Regions from separate parts of the Mus musculus genome. Here regions 1, 3 and 4 are each linked to region 2. Evidence: chromatin contacts called from public Hi-C and HiChIP or PLAC-seq data. All regions are on one chromosome and are shown on one strand. Each heading gives the region's core, a stretch centred on a gene start, on an enhancer-like site or on the middle of the called end of the contact. The rest is flanking DNA. Distances are from core to core; before and after follow the strand shown. Region 1 has its middle 24 kb from the start of Gm30474. Region 2 has its middle 53 kb from the start of Gm41499. Region 3 overlaps Runx1 (runt related transcription factor 1). Region 4 overlaps Runx1 (runt related transcription factor 1).

Evidence for each region. A called contact is a pair of places that touch in the nucleus more often than the background predicts. HiChIP or PLAC-seq counts read pairs in DNA pulled down with a chosen protein or histone mark.
Region 1: a Hi-C map of the C2C12 cell line shows a contact between it and region 2, with 10 times the contacts expected there. The contact joins two enhancer-like sites. A contact is called at or near these places in 6 of 484 Hi-C or Micro-C datasets (the C2C12 cell line, embryonic fibroblasts, myocytes and 1 more) and 1 of 115 datasets of contacts at active chromatin or transcription factors (fibro-adipogenic progenitors).
Region 3: a FOXA1 HiChIP or PLAC-seq map of pancreatic cancer cells shows a contact between it and region 2. The contact joins two enhancer-like sites. A contact is called at or near these places in 2 of 15 datasets of contacts at CTCF or cohesin (both in the NIH/3T3 cell line), 8 of 484 Hi-C or Micro-C datasets (the C2C12 cell line, muscle stem cells, myocytes and 3 more), 16 of 115 datasets of contacts at active chromatin or transcription factors (the 230-238 cell line, the NIH/3T3 cell line, the SCID.adh cell line and 11 more) and 2 of 9 other capture datasets (embryonic stem cells and liver).
Region 4: a contact with region 2 is called in a Hi-C map of the C2C12 cell line, with 2.3 times the contacts expected there. The contact joins two enhancer-like sites. A contact is called at or near these places in 1 of 15 datasets of contacts at CTCF or cohesin (the NIH/3T3 cell line) and 7 of 484 Hi-C or Micro-C datasets (the C2C12 cell line, cerebellum, embryonic fibroblasts and 3 more).

The regions. Positions count from the first base shown.
Region 1 is chr16:93,105,029-93,110,075 of GRCm38.p6, forward strand. No RefSeq gene overlaps it. Among named protein-coding and RNA genes, the nearest start is that of Gm30474, 24 kb to the right of the region's middle. Within about 2 kb of position 1,968, at least 38 of the 459 cell types and tissues checked have an H3K27ac peak or open chromatin away from gene starts, as enhancers often do. A contact at or near this core is called in the C2C12 cell line and myocytes, where this site is marked.
Region 2 is chr16:92,901,829-92,906,686 of GRCm38.p6, forward strand. No RefSeq gene overlaps it. Among named protein-coding and RNA genes, the nearest start is that of Gm41499, 53 kb to the right of the region's middle. Within about 2 kb of position 2,308, at least 64 of the 459 cell types and tissues checked have an H3K27ac peak or open chromatin away from gene starts, as enhancers often do. A contact at or near this core is called in the C2C12 cell line, muscle stem cells, myocytes and 1 more, where this site is marked.
Region 3 is chr16:92,685,446-92,690,513 of GRCm38.p6, forward strand. It overlaps Runx1 (runt related transcription factor 1), which reads right to left. Exons shown (of 8, transcript NM_001111021.2): 4 at 3,531-3,687. Among named protein-coding and RNA genes, the nearest start is that of Gm30281, 74 kb to the right of the region's middle. Within about 2 kb of position 1,691, at least 28 of the 459 cell types and tissues checked have an H3K27ac peak or open chromatin away from gene starts, as enhancers often do. A contact at or near this core is called in pancreatic cancer cells, where this site is marked.
Region 4 is chr16:92,708,658-92,713,570 of GRCm38.p6, forward strand. All of the region lies in intron 2 of Runx1 (runt related transcription factor 1), which reads right to left. Among named protein-coding and RNA genes, the nearest start is that of Gm30281, 51 kb to the right of the region's middle. Within about 2 kb of position 1,649, at least 26 of the 459 cell types and tissues checked have an H3K27ac peak or open chromatin away from gene starts, as enhancers often do. A contact at or near this core is called in the C2C12 cell line and muscle stem cells, where this site is marked.

The DNA.
Region 1 (5,047 bases), core at 718-3,217, 200 kb after region 2:
TGTAGGCGCTGCTATAATAACCAAAAGAACATTCTAGGACATTCTAGGGCTTTCATTAAAGTCCTGACCCCCAGAACCTTAATATATAACTTTTGAGAAAAAATGTTATCCATAAAACTAGATAAGGTACCCTGCTATACAGTTGTCTTAACTGAGAATGATGTATGTCCTTATAAAAGGAGGAAGGGGACAGACAGACACATGGGGAGACTAAGGTAGAGGCAGGGATATTGTATGTATAAGCCAAAGAAGCCCAAAGATGACCAATAAAACAAGCAGAGCTTGGGAGAAAGTTGTAGAACAGACTCCCTCCCTGCCATGGCCCTCAGCAGGAACATATTTATGGATAGCATCTTGGGCTCCCGAAACCATGTATTTCTATCCTAGGCCGTGGGGGCCAGGGTGGTTGCTCTACCTTTGTGGGTAGTCCCATCATTCCCTGTGTGTTCCTCCAAACTTACAAGGTTTGTGGTGGGGTGATCTGGCCTGACCACACTCACACTGGTTCACTGACTCCCTTCTTGGAGCTTCCCCCACCTGCATCCCAACACTTCACACACAGTGAATTCTGTGTTATTATTGTTACAGCAGCCCCTACAGCTCTTTCAGAAAATCCTTGCCTGAGAGCACTCATGTGGCCACAGACTCACCACTCATGGAGAGCTGGCAAGAGTGTCTTGTCCTCCTTGACCAAGGTGATGCAGCCCCACAGGGATATGACTTTATAAATTTCCGAAGGGGGGAGTTCTGTACACTCTTAGGGAAGTTTTGCAAGAATCAAAACTTGAGACTTGCTGGGTCCCTTGGAAGAATGAACATTGCCTCTGGAAGTTGCACTGTCTTCATGTGAGAAGCTAACCTGAGGTCTCCCTCTGTAGCCAGCATCATCAGAACAAATCTTCTCTGAGAGATGACTCTATGGCACCATGAACAACCTCTGCTAGAAATCAGTCTGTCTGTCCATCTCTCCAAGTTCTCCGCCATAATGGAAAATCTTCTGAGAAAGGCATTAGCCTGCTATGCATTTTTGAAGTGGTTATTTCCATTGTTTTTATTTACACGTGTGCATGCACATGTGTGCACCCGTGTCTGTGTGAACAAATCCCATGTGCACACATATGTTTGCAGTACTCAGGAACACCAGAAGATGCTGTTTGATCGCTGGAACTGGAGTTACAGGTGGCTGTGCACCACCTAAAATAGGTGCTGAGAACCAAACCTGGGTCCTCAGTAAGAGCAGCAAGGGCTCTTAGCTACAGAGCCAGCTCTCTAGCTCAGAGTACTTCTAGAAACACATTATAGATGACACTGTTTACGTCATCTATAACATTTTGACATAAAAGTAGACCATTTTTGATCTTATGAGCAGTTCTGAAATGACTTTCACTCTTGTCAGTTATAATTATTTATTTCCTCAGACCAAGTCCTTAAAAGTGAGATTATTTTAGGTCGAATTATATATTTCAAATCTTAAAAAATTCAGATATCCCATTTTCTCTAGCCTTTGAGAACAGTAAAAAAAAAAATGTGTGGATAAGATCAGTGCCTCAACCTACACATAAGCTATTACATTATTTCCTAATTTTTTTCAGGAGCAAAAGGTCCTTCATTGAAGGTCAACCACCTTTCTCATGAGAAAAATGTTCATTTGTTCTAAAGAGGGTTGTGGTGAGGATGGGGCTTCTCAAATTAGGTCTGCCTTCCTTTCTCTCTCTCTCTCTCTCTCTCTCTCTCTCTCTCTCTCTCTCTCTCTCTCTCTCTCTCTCTCTTTCTTCCCCTAAACAGAAAGAAAAAAATTTTTGATGATGTCAAGGGGTGCTAAGCTGAAAGAGTTCAAAGTGCCAAGGGTATTTAGCGGTCTCCCTGCCCCTGCATTCCCAAGCCATGCAATACAAGGAATAGTCTGAGAGCTGGCCGTGCACTTAATCCCACAGGAGCGGCCTTGGCAAGCTCCTCGGGATCGTTCTTGTAATCCTCAGAAGCTCACGGATTCCAGGAAGCCTCCATGCCTTTTGCAACCCAGGCTTGCCTCCCATGAATCTTCCTGACTCAGAGTTTGCAGCATTTGCTAATTTTCATAGAGCGTCACACAAATCCTCTACCACTGTCTACCCCTCAATCATAAAAGTGCCACTCGGATTTACAGCCCCCCCAAAGTCAACAGAGCCTCCCCTTGCAGGCACAGGGGAGAAGGATCTGGAACCACTTGATGGAGTGCACCTCATAACAGCAGGATAACAGCGTGCCACGTTGGTTGCCACAGCTCATCTGGGTTGAGGCTGCCTGGTCAGTGCTTGGATATCTTTGAAACAGAATCACATTCTTCAGGAGGTGGCGACTGTAACACAATAAACAGCAGCTGTTCCCAGGGCTTGGAAATAATACCTCAACATTCGCATAGTGTTTGGTGCCAAGAGTTAGGTCCCGTTATGGTTAAGGCCAACATAGAACTTCTAGGCAAATAAATACATGAGTAACAATGTCCTGTTAGGACTGGAGGGATGACTCGGAGCTTTAGAGCAACTGTTGTTCTTTCAAAGGATGTGAGTCGCCTCCCAATACTTGCATTGGTCGGTTTATAACTGCCCATAACTCCACTGGCATCTGACGCCCTCTTCTGGCCACAAGGGCACCTGCACACACATGCAGCACACACAGACACATAAATTAAAAGTAAATATAAAGGACTGGAGACATGACTCAATGGTTTAAAGCATTAGCAGTTCTTCCAGAGAACTCCAGTTCAATTCCCAGCACCCACCATCTAGAACTTCGTTTTCATTTCAGGGGAGCTGAGCCCCCTCTTCTGGTCTCCCCAGACAATGTACACACATGGTGCATACACACACATTCACACAAAATATTGAAATTAAATGTACATTGCTCCCATCAATTTCTTTACAGTCTTAATTTGTACATATTACCCAGGAATCTCACACACATGGAATTTTCCATTCTTTCCAATCTTTCTAACGAGCACTCCATCTCAGCATAGTCCTAAAAGCTTTCTAAAGACCCTTTTAAAGTAAAAGGCCAGAGCCTGTCTTGTTTATAAGACACCAGGATTCCAAGCTTCCAGAAAGCCCATATAAGTAACCCCAGAAATAGGTAGTGCATTTAATAGAAATCTGAGCTCATCAATTTTACATGATCCTCACACACTGAGTGTGGAATGCTGATGAGGATTTGATGTTGACAGGAGATTCATTTGCAAACACAAGTGGCTGGAGAGATGATTAAATCGGTGAATAGTTTGTCAATATCTATTTCATGTTAGCTCTCACTATCAAGACCAGTAGCTGTGGCTTTGATGACAATAATAAATAATAATTAGGATATGGCGCTGTTCTGGTTGCAAGCATACAACACTTTTTGTTATGGACCTAAAAAGATGTATATTAAGTTATATGTGTACTCCCAACCCTGACAGGCCAGCCTTAACGAACGTTTGAGGGAGTCATGAAATCCATATTGTCTTATGGTCCTTGGTGTGCAGAGATGGCTTCTGTCTTCTAGGATAAAGAGTACAGAAAGCTCGTGTTGTGCACACCTAGGTGACAGGGACAAGATGGGGTAGCTTTAGATCAAATACAACTGCTGGATGTCTGGCTTATTCCTCAATGAGGACTGGCACCAAGCCTGGGAGACAGTGCAGGAAGTCAAGTGTCCGCCTTGACAGCGTGAGGACCCAAGTTCAAGGACCCACGCTTAAAAAGGTGTGTGTGGTGGTGCATGCTTGTAATGCCAGCTCTGGGGAGGCGGTGACAGTTGGGTCCCTGGGGTTTGATGACCAGTTAGGGTGAGATTCTATCTCACAAAACGAGGTGGATGTACCTGAGAAGTGACCACAACCTTCTTGTTGACAAGCGAGGAGGTGAATTGAAGTGAAAGCATCCGAGGGGGCATCCCTGACATCACAGGGCACCGCAGAACATGCTACGTTCTCAGAGAGTCGATTCTCAAGTTCATGGTGCTTGTGCCGCTCACTAATCTCAGGGACCTTCAGTAGGATGGAGGATATTTGAAAGCAGAAATTGGATCTTTTGGGGTTGTGGCCAAGCCCCAACTTCTCCAGTTCTGAGGCATTACAATGCTTGGTGCTTTCCTTAGGATGTCACAGATGCTATTCTGCGGTCTTAGCTACATAAAGAGATAGGGCTTAATTATTTAACATGTCACTCTCAACCATTAAAATAGTGACTAGGCTCTTGCCAGAACAGATTCTATAAAATATCAAAATAAAGTCAATCTTTAAAAAAAGGGGGGGGGAACTATTCAAAAAGTTTGAAAAACTTGTGAGGAACATCAATAGTTCTACCTGCAAGTTTACTCCATGTAAACATTTTTAAGAAGATTCGTGCAGTGTCTAGTGTAGCCCAAGCCGACCTCAGGCTTACTGTATATACCCAAGGCTGATCTCGAGCTCTTGGGCCCCCAGCCTTTACCTATGGGTAGGCTGTTGGGATTGCAGTATGTGCCACCGCTCTGCTGCTGAGGTTTGAACCAACGTCCTGTACATGCTAGCCACGCACTGTAGAGGTAGCTACTGGGCTACCCACCTACCCACCCTCTCTCTTGTTTTGTTATGACACGTACCTCACACACCAAGGGCGTGGAGAGCCAATGGCTTTCCCCATACAATCATACTAAAAGCAAGTGTGTTTTGTAAACGTTTTATGGAAATTTGGGAAAGTGAAAACAGGCTCTTAACAGTTCCCCGCTGTCCAACAAGCAATGTCAATACTGCCATGAACGCCAGTGGCTCAATCAGTGTGAGTCAACTCTACCTCCCTCTCGGTGACTCGTACTTTTGTTATTTTTAGCAGGAGACATGCAACGCTGTATGGTTGGCTCACGTATTGAAGACGCGATTCTCAACTGCTGGTGCTATTTTAGGAGGTTCTGGAAACTTTAGATGTTGGGGAGGGGTAGCTGGAGGAAGTATGTCACAGAAAACATGTCTCTGTCTGCCTGCCTGTCTGTCTGTCTGTCTATGTCTATGTCTGTCTGTCTGTGTCTCTGTCTCTGTCTATCTCTGTCTCTATCT
Region 2 (4,858 bases), core at 1,058-3,557:
GGTGTCTCTTCCCCTCCCTAGGTCTCCTTAGAAGACGGGACTGTGGAAGTATCTCCTGGGAGAAGCCACACAGGACAGAGAAGTAAACTGTGTGTCTAACTTAGGGTGTAATGTATTTAAACTGACCCGGGAGATCTCTGTCCTAGGCTTCTGGGAAATGATGTCTTTGGAATATCAGGCCTGCTAGGAGCAGCTTTGTCTGCCTGGAGGCTGTGAGCCAGCAGATAGACACTCTGCTTCCAGGAGGTCTGAGAGACTTCATTAGGCTTGGGGGTGAGGCCTGTGGGTCGGGCCTGTGGGTCATAGGCTGAACCTGCTGAAGGGATGGCCATATGGGTCTCTGACTTTATTTATGGTTTTTTTTTTAAGTCTGCAACTAAGACTCCGATGCCCCTGGATGAATTTATTTGGTGTCATTACCCAGAACAGACCTTAGCCATGGGTGGGATTCCATTAAGTGAGTTCTAGGGTCCTCCTGAGGTACAATCAGAGCTGAGGGCATTCAATATCAGAATTGGTGTGATAAATTAGGAGCCCTTGTAGACATTGTCCCTCTAACTCTGTGGGTTGTGATGGGGTGTTTCCTATGCAGTCTCCCCAAATCTCACATTCTGACCTGCAAAAGCATGGTTTACATTACTTGTATGTCCTTTGTTCATTTTGAGAGTTTCATGTAGTCCAAGCGAGCCTAGGGTTCAAACTCACTAGTAGCCTTTAACTTGTGGGCTTCCTGCTTCCATCTCCAAAGCACAGGTACTGGCCACTCAGACATATGCAGTAATGGGGACTGAATGCAGGGCCCCAGGAATGCTGGGCCAGTGCTCGCTCTACAGTACTCTCTCTTTTAGACACATATTGTCTGTCCTCTGGTGGGTTTTTTTTTTTGTGCTTGCTTACATTTAAATTAGAAATTAATTTTAGATTTGGGTGATGGGTGTGTGTGTGTATGTGTGTGTATGTGAGTTTGTATGTTTGTGTATGTGCACGTTTGTGAGTGTGTGTGTGTGTGTATGTGAGTGTGTGTGTGTGTGTGTTGAAGCCAGAGTTTGCTTGTATTTGCCACTTGTACTGTTAATAAGCACCCCACCACTGAGCTACACTCCCATCCTTGAGAGGGCATCTGAAAGGGTTCTATTGAGGGATGACTTGTAGCAAAAGCCTGTAATTAATTCTGTTTACAAGAGAGGCTGAGGCAGGACCATCAGGAGTTCAAGGCCAGGTTAAACAACTCAGTGAGATCTTGTCTTTAAATTAAACAAAAAATGATTTAAAAAAAATAGAATAGTGGCTTGCATGCACAGTTCTATAGAACAGTCTTTAAAGAGGTCTACCATGAAAAATGAAGTCCTCCGAAGACTCCCATGGCAGCCCTCCACAAGTACAGTCAGTCTGTGGCCATTGCTTCGGAGAGGCCTATGTTGCCTCTGCCAAGTGTGCAGGGAATCCTGTTTCGCTCTTGGCTTCTGGTGGCTGCCCACCATCTTTACATTATGAGAAATATGGCTGCATTGCTCTTTCTCTGGATCACGACTGCCCGGAACTTCCTCCTGTGCCTCTCTCTGCTCACATGACATTTCTTTACTGGATCTCTTTGTCTTTATATTTTCCCCGATGGTACTCTGTCTTGAAGCCAGAGTCTTGTACAGGCAATTTTTAAAAAAATACACAGAACCCCATCCCTGCCTGACAGCCTTTTATATAAGGAAGCCTTCCATGGTATTGAAGATCGGCTCATCCGTGCCACTCTGACATCATCTGAACTAACAACACCTGCAGTGACCCGGGATGCATTCTGCAACACTCGGTGTTAAGACACCAGTGTCTGTTTTCTTTGGAAGGACACAAGTCAATGTGTAGCACCATCATTCCTCCTGACCGATAGACAAGACTTCAGTGTCATCATTAGAGACACTGGAGCAAAGCTGTCACCACATCCTGGCTTGGGAATAGATCAGAGACATAACGAATGTTCAAGTGCAGCACAAGCCAGCACAGGGCAGGCTCACAGAGGAGAATTCTTACATGGTCTCTGCGGGAACTGAGCCTAACCTGGCTTTCTTTTCCAACTCTGGGGAGTTCATTAAATCCTAAGCGACTCTTGCCACCTGTGTCTGCTCATCATGCCACGGGGTGCTGGGGGACTCAGGATCACAAACCAAGGGGGTATTGTTTCCCAAGAGGCCTCATCCATCAAGTGGGCTTGCCCAGTGAGCACGCCGAGACAACCCTCTTCCCACCTTGCCTTTCCCTGTCCTGACTTCCGCTTATCTGAGAACCTTTTGTTCAGGCTCATAATTATTCAATGACTCAGGAACCCACAAGCTTTCCCCATGAAGCCAGACAAGACCAGCAAGCTCCTTGGGCCACCTGTTCCAAGTTATTTCCTGTGTGGGCGGCCACTTCACAGGGCTGCAAATCTGAGTTACCGTAATAGCCTCTTCAAACCCCAGTGCTTTGAGCTGTTGAAACCAGATGGGATCTCGTTTGGTTCTGTCCCGGCCAGGCTCATACCACTATCAATGTTTGCATAGATATTAGAAATCTCATACTCCTTCATAAACAGAGGTTCAAGAGAGAGAGCTGACACACCCTTGCCACATGACCTTGGGGCAGGTTAGCTTCCATTGTCTTGTTCTTCTACAGGGTAGTGTTAGCTGTTTACTCAATGGTCAGGGAAGGTAAAGCCACAGGGGCTAGGGAGATGTACAGAGGCTCAGAGAGCTTGGTGTTCCAGCAGAGGACTTGGGTTCAAATCCTAACACTTCATGATGGCTCAAACCACCTGTAATTCTAGTTCTCGGCGCTGCCCTTCCTGCATCATTCTGTGATGCTGTGTGCTTTCCCATGGGCTTGCTTGTAAGTTATTTATTCCTATGGTGTGGCTGTTCTGCCTACATGTATGTCTGTGCACCATGTGTGTTCATTGACTCTCTGAGGCTGGGTGTGAAATTCTTGGTCCAAACACAACCTCCCAGGCTTTGAAAATAAAACAGACATTTAGAAACACTGGTGGTAGGCAACACTGTCCTATTCAACATTGGCAGTTGCTGAGAAGTTACTCTGAGGGTGAGAAGGCTGGGTGGGCTGCCCCAGGTTGGCAGTTCTTACACATTGAAAGACAGACTGAAAGCCTGGGTGTCCAACTCTGCACAGCAACTGCTTTTAGTATCAAGGTACCCCATGTATTAGCTATAGTAAATTTTACGTATATTTATCTGAAATTCAGAGTCTGATCTGGTGTTCTATCTGGGGACCCTGTGCTGGTTTTATGACCAACATTCCTGTGTACTGGCTGGGCTGTACGAAATGACATGATAAATATGATAAATATTTTGACCCATTGTCTACCTGAAAATACCAGCATACAGCACTCTGCACTTAGAACAACGTATTCGTGTATGGAGCAAGAAACCTGACAAAGAGAGAGAAGCAGACCCAAGCTCATGCTACAAGAACTGAGTCTGCAGAAAAGAACAGGATGTAGGGACCCTAACCCTTGGTTAAAGGTTTAGCTGTAGGAGTTTGTACTGGTGCCTGGGCATCTGGGACCTTGATTTGTGCACTGGCAGCAAGCCATGCCTGCTCCTTCAAGCCACAGAGGTAATGAAAGTCACAGGTTCCCCTCAAACAGGTTCTCAGTACAAGGAAGGGTCCTTATCTGTTTATAAGTCAGCAAGCCAATGGAAAATTTTAAGTCCCCCAATCTCTGCCCCTGACGCCCAAACACCCAATGACCAGGCTTAATGCCCCTGTCACAGGCACCTTTTGCAATGGTCAGATATGGATGGTGGCAACTCCGTCTGGGGATCACATAACTGAATGGGGAGATAGAGAAAAATCTGGCAGGACTAAATGTTTCCGAGGACTCTCGCACTGCGAATTATTTCAGAATCAAACTCCCAGTGAGTCAGGGTGATTCTGGCCGTGCCTGTGCACTGCATCTTGGGATTTCACTGTAGCCTTGGTTCCGAACACATGACATGCACTCTACACTGTGCATGATACCACACCATGCCAAACTAAGAAACCCTGGCTGAAACTCTTCTGGTCAGGTTCCAGACCACTGTATGCTATGAATCACAGGGTTTGTTTTTTTTTTTTTTCTTTGCTTGTTTTGTTTTTTTACTGCAACTTTCTGCTCATATAGAAAAAAATGGTTTAGTTAGAGAAAACCTTGTATATATTTTTCCCCATCATAGTTAGCATGTATCATGTTAGTCTGACTTTGGATCTGATTGTGTTAGAATGGTTGATTTTAAACGTTGCTGTCTATGGTTAGGGTCATGGCTCTGGATAAGGTATTTGACCTGCAAGCGTCAGGTCCTGAGTTCAGATTCCCAGAACTCACACAAAGCTGGGTGGAAAATGCATGTCTGCTATCCCAGCATTCCTAAGATGAAGTGGTAGGCAAGTCCCTGGGAGATCATGGCCAGCTAGCCTGACATAAGTGATAAGAAACCCTGTTTCAAAGAAAGAAGAAGGCAGGGGCCAACATTAAAGGTTGTCCTCTGATCTCTACATGTAAACTGTAGGATATGCATGTACATAGTATACACACACACACACACACACACACACACACACACACACACACACACAATTTTAAAAAGACTGCTGCTAAAGTTGTTGACTTAAGTTTTCAGTGGACTTTTCCTTTGATTAGGAAACAATTTCCAACAATTTCTGAAATAGCCTACACACTCCTTTCTGCTGTGCTGTGGTATATACTTCAGTGAGTCAGAGTTCTCAGAAGTAACAGTGACAAAATCAAGACATTGATCAGCTCTGAAATACACCCAGGCCGCTCCGTGTCCTGCAGTGCTGAGTACCCAGGCAAGGCTGCATCCTGCATCCTTAT
Region 3 (5,068 bases), core at 441-2,940, 220 kb before region 2:
ACAGCTTCCAGAGATTTAAAGAATCACCAACTTGGAACAAGTGAGCATTGGCTCTGGTCTCCCTCCTCACATTTGCCACACGGCTGTTGTCATGTTTGGTAGTTGCGTGATCTGTTTCCCTGTGACAGGCATCGTTAAAGCTAAGTTCACTGATGGATCAAGTCTTCGGCAGCTGGTGAAACACCCCAGCAGGAAATGGGTGTTTGCAGATGTCACTGCCAAGGTTTCTTAAATGTTTGTCACCTCACACCCCAGCTCATGGGAGCAAGTTACAGACCGAGAAAAAGGCTCAGCTAATTGACCTCCCTCATGAAAGAGATCTCTTTTTGACCCTGAACTCGGAGATGACTGATAATCTCAGGCCCTGTGACTAAAGCATGCATTGTTCTGGGCAGCCTCCTGAGCGCCCTCCTAATCTCTGGACTTCAGAGAGGGTCTCCCAAGATCCCGTCTGATTTTCACCCCACCCTAAACTCCCAACCGGGAGCAGCTATCTCTCCTTCCTTTGTAGAGCCCCACAGATAATCAACATGCAGATTGGGAATCAAAGGGAGAAACATTCCTATGAGGAGATACACCCGAGCTGATCTAAAGGAGAGCAGGCGGAAGCCATGGTCATGGAGGAAGCAGGCAGGAGCTTCCTCTGCCTTCACCAGGTTTTCACAGGGGCCAGCAGGCAGCCAGGGCTTAGAAGCCAGACAGGCAGGTTTTCCCAGTCACAGGCTGAACCTGAGGTTAGAGCTGAGCATCAGCCAGCTCCCAGACAGATCCATTTCTTGGAACAGAGAAAAATCCTTCCTTGGTTAACTGGCAGTTTCTGTGAGGGTCACAATCCTCAAAATCTGGCATCTGGTAACAAGAAAGGAGGGTGTCCATTCATGTCATCTCTACCCTTTATCCCACACGGAGTACCCAGGCCCCTCCGAGAAGCCATCACTGACAGAATCCCAAACTGACCTTACGGAATGTGGATGTGTTGGAAGGCCAGGACCTTCTGGGCCAGTGTGTGGCCTCTGAGGGCATATTTTTAGGCACATTTAAAAAAATGAAAAATGAAATAGTCGGGTCTTAAGATCGTTCCATAAAGCATAATGCAACTTTTAAAGGATAAGGTTCAACCAGGGAGATTAGGGCTAATTGTGAGAATTAGTGAGAGTCATTTCTTCAGTTTCTAATGGGAAGCAAATCGCAAGAGAGAAGGAGAGAAAGAGAGTGAGAGAGGGTGGGGTGGGCTGGGCTGGGGAATATCCAGCAGGCTTTGATGGCATGAAAAATCAAAATAAAATCATATTTTGTGACTACAAAGTGAAATTATGAGATAAAACCATGTTTATTACACCGACAGCTCACTTGTCTTGGTATTGACATGAAAAATTTAAACCATAAAAACTCAAGACCAACATTATATATAGAAACCATAACTGGGTCAAGTGGTCAATTAGTCCTCCTGAGTTTTAATTACTCGTTACCCCTCATGAAGAGGAGAGCCTGCTCAAGTCAAATATAATCCAATTTTTTGCATCTGATTAATTTTTTTCATTCCAGGGTATGGGAAACCAGCCTCGCCTTGGGTGCTGCTGTTTTCCTGGGGGGGGGGGGCGGTTATGCAAACTCAAGTGCACACTGGCACGAATCAGACAGCAGAGTGCAAACACTCCACGCCTTGGGGAAACAGTCCATTGTTCCTCAGGTAAACACCAGCACCTCTTAGTCACCCACTCAAAACAGAAATGGCCAAAGAGGGATAGGCGACCAGCACATAGCACCACCAAGGTAGGCAGGCACGCTGCTTTCAGAACCCCACTCTTGATCATCATCAACTGGCTGCCACGGTCGTCACAAAGCCACCATGCAACTCCCTACGGGAAAATGTCACTGGAATAGTCCATTAAATAGTCTTCGAAACTTCCATAGCCAAACATGACAAAAAGACCCACTTAGACGCCTAGGAGTATGGGGACATGTTCTCTGGCAACCCAGCTAGATCCTACGAACTAAGCTTATTGCTAGGCAGGTGGGCGTGGGCCTGGCTGTTGGGGTCTTCCTTTCTTCTTGGCTTCCCACCCGCTCGGCCAGCGACTCATCTGAAACCTCCCTGATATTTTCTAAACACATGCCTCTGAACCGTAATGCGAATTCCATTTGCTGAAAGGCAGACTTTCAATATTCCAAGTGGATCCACTTAAGGGCGCAGGCTCTCCCAGGCCTTCGATAAGTGGGTAGACTCTTCTTTCAATCACCCTATTATTAGCACAGTAGCGCGAACACATATTTTCAATAACATTATATGTTCTCTACATTTTTTTCTCCAGCTGTGACATCATTCTGAAAATGCCCTGGGCATCTGGGGGCAGGGGTAGGGGAGCAAACACAGAAGTCCAGGCTCACACTCTCAACTCTCTCCTCTTTCCCACTATGAACACGGAATTTCCACTGTTCTGAACGCCTTCAGAATCAGTAGTAACAATCCCTTTGCTTGACATTTCTTGTCTGTTGCCAGTCTACCTGCTTTGTTTTGCTTGCTTGGTGCTGGGGATCAAACTAAAGGCCTTTCACACGGAAGGCTCTACCACTGAGCGATGGACACGACTAGCCCCTCCCTGTGTCTTCCCCTCTCTGAGAACTGATCGTATGACTTAGATATATGTCATTCCGCTTTGATTAAGCTAGAGATATCATTTACGGCTAAGATCGTTCAATTCTACATTACAAAGGTGAGGGTTTAAGCGAAGACCTTGCTCCTAGACTCTCACACGGCCTGCTGATGTTTGTAAAATGTGCCGTAGCTCCTTGAAATGAAGAGAGAACACATACCTCGGAAGATAACTGGAAAGCAGACAAGCCTACAGTGAGAGCAGGTCCTCTTTCTACTCCAATAGTTTAATAACTGGTTAAAGGTGAGGCATAATAACTGCATGTCCAGCTGGGCTAAGGAAATAATTTGGTCTCTCACATGAGCAGTATCTAAATGTTAAGTGAGCCTGGCTTCTCCCACCAAACCATACACAAAGAATGCATAGTGAAGGTCACACTGCTCTCAGATGTACCAGTAAGAGTCCATTTTTTTTAATCCTAGGAATATAAGCTTACTTAAAACTATATCAATAAGGGTTCCCCCAAAATTATTGATGTGACCAACTGAAACCCTGTCGCATGTTCGAGGGAGCGTAAGTACCATATGATAAAGGCTCATGGCTTTGATTATCCCATAGTGACCACCCATTATACAATCTCAGTCCTCATTCTGGGGTGGTTCGCTCACTTATCTCAGTTTAGGAAAACGGTGGAATGTTTTATTGAACTTCACAATTCACGCATCACACACTGTGCGTTCCAAGTCCATCACACGCTGTGCGTTCCAAGTCAGTTGTAAGCCAATTTAGTCATCAAAACGTGATAATATCCAGTTGTTAGGTATCAAATAAACATTACCTTAAATAAATATCATTATGCTGCATCAATAATAAGAAACGGCTACTATTTGGAAAACCCGGGTTCGAATTTCACACCCATCCGTGACAGATACGCACCTCTACCGCTCCGCCCGACAAACCTGAGGTCGTTGAATCTCGCTACCTGGTTCTTCATGGCCGCGGTAGCATTTCTCAGTTCTGCCGAGTAGTTTTCATCGTTGCCTGCCATGACGGTGACCAGAGTGCCATCCGGGACGTCCCCCAGTGCCACCACCTAGACGTCAACCAAGGGACAAATGCAGACATCAGTGCTGTCACAGGCACCTGGCTGTGTCATTTGTCTGGCAATTGCGCTGATGTTAAACTTAATGCTTAATGGTGACACTTTCTAGTTTATAGAAGAGCCGTCCGTCATCATTTGATCATCGTGACAGAAACAGCTTGCTGTGAGTCCTGCGATGCAGAGACAGGTGTGGATTTTCAAATAAGGAAGACACAGAGATTAAAGGAGAAAAGCCACAGAAGGTCACAGGACACAGTGGGAACAAGACAAGCGGGGACAGGAATTCTGAAAAGCTACTACTGTTTCTCATTGGTACAGTTATCTCTTAAGACCTCATATTCGAAAGACAGAAAGTCTTGTGTTTGTAGATTTGTGATCTAATCCACTTCAAAAAAAGATTTATCTTGGCATTTTGAATTAAGTGTATGTGGGTGGGCATTTTCTTGAGAGCAGGCCATGAAGGCCAGAGGAGCAAATTACCCTGGGACTGGAGTTGTAGGCAGATGTGAGCCACCTGACATAGGTTCTAGGAATCAGACCCATTCTCTGTATCATGAATCATGTTGGTAACCACTGAGCCATCTCTCTGGCCCCACCTTTTACTTGCTTGGCCCCTTCTTGGTGCACCTAAGGAAACCTGGATGAAAGTATTTAAATTTAGTTCTGCTCTAAATTTGTTACTGGTTGTTGTTGTTGTTGTTTGAGGCAGGGTCTCAGATAGCCCAGGCTGGCCCCCGCCTCACTGTATCTTGAACCCTTGAGTGATCTTGAACCCCCGATCTTCCTCTCTTCTCTGCTAGTGCTGGGGTTAGAGGTGTGTGTGCCACCCAGTGTGCAGCTTCCAAGGATGACCCGGAAATACTTAAACTGTCTGTCTGCAGCTAATCTCTGGCACCTCTTCCTGCCGCTCTTGGACACTCACCAGCAGCAAACTCTTGCACCCAAGGAGAAAAACTAGACACGGGCCACTTCTTTATTATTAATTACAAGCGGGATGACCTCAGTGACTACGGGTGCTCCAGTGTGGTCATTCTCCTCAAATCAAAGGTAGAACCAGACTGCTGTCTGGCATCTGTATGAACTGTGTTCTGGGGGATTCCGTTACTGCCACTGAAAAGGTAAGGGCTTAGTATATTTGGAAAGACAACTTGTAGATGAGCTTACTTTATATCCAGAAAACCAAAAAAAGTAGTAATTTCAGATTAAAACACTCTGAAGCCTTGAAAGTGCTTCACAAAACATTACCCACTGCTTGGCTGCTCTTTGGTCCTTTTGGTTTTGTTTTAGAGAGCTATGGTTTCACGATGGAGCCTAGAATGGCCTTGAACTCCCAGTCCTCTTAGCCTTCGAGGTCAGGATTTACAGGTGTGCA
Region 4 (4,913 bases), core at 399-2,898, 190 kb before region 2:
TTGGCTCCTTCACAGTCTGAAGCAACATCACAGAAAGGATTAAGCTCGTTCTCTATGAGATTTGTGGACTAATTGTTATTATTATTATTATTTTAAATAGCTTATACAATAGCTTATATGTATGAGTGTTTTGCCTACATGTATGCCTGTGCACCATATGCACGCAGTGCTCACAGAAGCCAGAGGAGGGCGCTGAATCCCCCAGGACTGGAATTATGAATGGTTGAGAGCTGCCATGAGTGTACTAGAAACCAAACCTGGCTCCTCTGCGAGAGCAGCCAGTGCTCTGACCACAGAGCTGTCTCTCCAGTGCCCATGGGCTGCACTGATAAACACCGGCTAGGACTGGATGTTCTGTTCCTCATAGGCCACAGGTTTTAAATTGCTGGTGCTCTCTCTCAAGTAGGAATTCCTACAGTGTGTTTATCTGGAAATACAGCATAAAGGGGTTTTTCAAACTGCCTCTTTGTTAGCCAAACCAGCCGCCATCCATCCCTCTGCAACTCAGTACAGTAGTTTGGTAATGTGTGGTGAAAGCCTGGTTGTAGGAGAGTTAGGGGGACAGCAAGATAGGAGCGGGAGGGGGAGGGGACGGAGGAGAGAGGGGAGGGGAGAGGGTGGGGGGGGGAGGGAAAGGGGTAGGAGGAAGGAGACGGAAAAGGGGAGGGAAAGGGAAAAAGGAAGGGGAAGGGTATGGAAGGGGGTGGGGAAGGGGGAAGGGGAAAAGGAAGGAGGAGGGGAAGGGGGAAGGGGAAAAGGAAGGAGGAAGGGGGATAGGGAGGGGGAGGGAGAAGGAGAGGGAAGTATCATGACAGGAGGATTTTAATTTAATTCTTATTTTATGTGTATGTGGGTACGTCTGTGTGGGGGCATGCACACACATCTGGAATGCAGCACCTCCAGATGTTAGAAGAGGTTACCAGGTCCCCTGGAACTGGAGTCACAGGTGGTGGTGAGCTGCCGGACATGGGTGCTGGGATGAGTGCGTTCAGTCCCTGGCAGGAGCAGCCAACAGCACTAATCACTGGGCCATCTCTCCCATCTGAAGTAGCCTCGAAAGCCATATCTATCATGTTTGCTTGTGGGACTAGAGACTTGCCATACTCCACAGACTTTAACTTCATGTCTATGAAACAAAAAACCGTAGCTGAAGAAGTCAGCCATGGTGGTAGTGAGAATTCTCACGTCTAATTCCTATGCGTTTCCACTTAAAATGCCATAAAATCACTGAAGTCTGTACAGACCCGGTTACATACTTTCATATCGGATCAGGAACGTATACTTAAGGTTCAGGAAATGGTCGCACTTCGGTGGATCACACATCCTGCCCCAAAGCTAGTGAACATTTCTGAGGTCAGTTCTTCTAAAACTCAACCCGTCCGTCTCTCTATCAAGCAATGGTTAAGTCAGAATTAAGCTTTAAAAATAAAATAAAATAAAATAAAATAAAATAAAATAAAATAAAATAAAATAAAATAAAGATTGTTTCAGGTTTGCCTAGAACCGTGCTGCCCTCTGAATCTCCCTTGTAAAACACAAAGCAGAATTTTATTTACTACCTTCCCCTGAGAGCACACAGCAGGAATTCTCTGGAGCTTAGCTTCTTGGAGGGGAAGGGAGTGAGTCAGGGAGAGAGGCATTTCTGAGAGCAGATATTATCTAGTGTTCAGCTTACAGTCACAGGCAGAGTGAAAGCCATCCTCAGAAGTGGGTTCAAAGTGATTAAAAATGGTCAAGACCAAAAATAACACTTGAAGAATTTTGCACTCTTTTTCTTTTTCTTTCAGGGTGGTAGGCTTTAAAGAAAAATAGCCACAGCCAAGCAACAGATGTTTGCCCACACATAACCACAAATGACCTCAAACTGAATTCAAGCTCACTTCTAGTGTGATCATTGGCCAAGCAGACACAGACATTTTACTGCTGGCCCATGGTTCCCACTTTCTCCTAATATTTCTCTAATCACTTTAACAATTTAAATGCCCATGAAGATGTCTGTTCTGAGGGTAACTTTTCACATGAAGATGTCTGCTCTGAGGCACAGGAAGATGTCTGCTCTGAGGGTAGCTTTTCACATGCACAGTCGGTTAACATGGCCCTTTCGAGTAAGTTGCAAGAGAGATTTGAAGCAAGAGTGTCGTAAAAATGTGGACTTTTAAGTTTTTAGTTGTAATCTTTTAGATCTACGTAGCTCTGTAATCAAGTCAAGCCCTTGATTTAAGAACATCCCATATGTCAGGGGAAAATATTGTGGATGACGTCAGCATGTTCTGGTTGTGTGCTGGGAAGGGTCTCATGACGTCAGCGTGTTCTGGTTGTGTGCTGGGAAGGGTCTCAGGCAGCTCACACAGGACAAGCACTTACTTTGCAGCTAGGGACAAATTTGGAGTCCTGATCTTCTTGCCTCTGGTTCCCAAGTCAGAAAATGTATAGTGTGTAAAAGGGTAACAGTCTTGTTTAGCCAAGCCCCTCTTTGAACAGAAGCCACCCAAGTCCCCTCAGAAGCCAAGAAAAGGACCTTTCTAGCACAGGCTGAGATATGGAAGAGAACTGGCTTCCCTATTAGCTGAATGACAGTTGACACAGACAGGAGGTGAGAGGGCAGGGGGATGGGGTGGGGGATAGAATAGAGGGTGGGGGAGGGGGTGGGAGGGGCGCATGGGGGGCAGATTCCTCCCCTCACTACCCCAGCCCACAGGAGGATTCTGCTTTCTTCCTTTTGCCTCAGGCATATCCAGGATGGCAATTTTCATCCCTTGGTTGAAGTGATACACCCCTTTCTTCCGTCTTGCCCAAACAGCAGAAAAGGAGTAGTCTCCAGGTTAAACCCAAACTTCCATAATTCATATTTTTTTCTGACCAGATGCCCACTGGTCTGGTTGACCACACCCTCCCTAAAGTTTGTCTGTAGCAAAGACTGAGGCTCAAAGATAAGGAAACAAAACAGCACCCATGCTCCTCAGGATGTTACCCACCTCCATTGTCTTTACGTAGAAGTGTTCACAGCTGGGCAGCACCCCCCACTCAGGGAATGCCAACGCAGGGGAGCTCTGGCCACACAGGGAGACACCATCTTACTCCACCACCACCACCACCACCACTAACAGCAAAGGGGTTTTTCAGATGCAAGCTAGGACATTGTACAACAACAGCAACAAAGAGCACATGGACTCCCCATGGTATAGAGAATGCAGGAGGAGACCAGGGGCCCTTTTCCTGGTTTTCACCTTCTGTAGTAGCGGATCAAGGGGAACCAAGAGCATTGGAAGATGTCTAGAAAGTGCTGGGTCACCTGAACCTCATCAAGGAAATTTTTCCCCCCTGCAGAAGTTAAAAATAAAACTTCTATAACAAAAACATCCTCTTCTTATTGATTTTTAAGATTTTTGGAACATTGAGGTCCTAAGTACCTGCAACTTAAGTGACTTTGCTGCAGCAGCTCAAGAGCAAAGCCCCTCGCTTCACTCCAGGGATGTTTGTTGTGTTATGAATAAATAAATAAGTAAATAAGAAATGGTCTTCTGCACCCTCCTAAAACCTCAAGTCCCTCCTGCATGGATGCTTAGATACTCAAACGTAACCATGGTTCTTGTCTGTGTTTTTGAAGATTAATACATAAGTACGCACAGCATTGCCTTAGGAGGCCAAAGAAGTAATTTATCTTTCCTGTCACAAAGAGCCCAGTGAGCAGGGCAGCAGGCTCTATTGCCCCTGGATCGCTAATGCTGGGGTGTGATAGGTTGGGGTTCATGAAGAAAAAGATGGGACCTCTGATCTTAACCTTGGGGGAGCCATCGAGTGCCTCGTGTATATAAAGACAGAAAAGTCATGGGATCTCAGAAATAAAAGCCTTGTTTATGTCGATGGGGTTTTGTCAGCCAAGCCAATCTGCACGACCAGACACCAGTGGTCTGCAGAATCTTCGGAGCTATTCTGAGCGTCACAGCCATGACTAAGGCGTCTTGTCGCACTATCTTATTTAATCTAAAGTCAATAAGTTAGGACCATCCTCCTAGGCCAAAAGAGGTGAAAGGACTTGCCTAAAGCCAGAGAAGAGCAATGCTCATCTCTCATGTGTACACGAGTGTTTTCATGTGTGTGTGCATATGTGTGTGTGTAAGCCAAAGATAGCCCCAGAACTCACTCCCTTGATGCTTTCCTTATTGCTATCAAGCCAGTGTTTCTGACTGGCCTGGAACTCACAGTGAGCCCCAAGATCTTCATGTTCCCACCTCCCCAGACCAAAACGCTCTCCTGTGTCTCATGGCCCTGGGGCTGAACTCAGGCTCTCTGTGAATGGAGCAGATGATCTTCCAATTGTGGGCATTTTGACCGTTTTTGTTTTTGTTTTTGTTTTTTGTTTTTTGTTTTTTTTTTCGAGACAGGGTTTCTCTGTATATCCCTGGCTGTCCTGGAACTCACTCTGTAGACCAAGCTGGCCTCGAACTCAGAAATCCTCCTGCCTCTGCCTCCCAAGTGCTGGGATTAAAGGTGTGTGCCACCACCGCCCGGGGCATTTTGAAAACAACATTGTTCGCCTCCCTAATTCCAGAAGTTTCTTAGAGATGCCTTTTTGGAAGGACTGCTTGGCTTGCTGGGGACATCCTCCCACCAGGCACAGCGGGCAGATGGATGTGCCAACAGACCTGTTCTAGCTGTACGTCTAAGGAAATGAGCTGTTTTAACAACACAGAACCCAGCGAGCTGGATAGGTAGTTCAATGACTTTTCCAGAATGGTACTTAAGGAGCAGAGCCCATCTCCACTTGGGTTGGAGCCCATGGCCTTATGGTTTAAATATAAAACGCATTATAGCTCTTTATTTAGAGAGCCATATGCCATTTTTAGGGAGCAGCCTCGGTTCTCTCTCTGACTTCGGTGGTGGACAGTGCAGATAGGTGTCTCAGCGCTGTC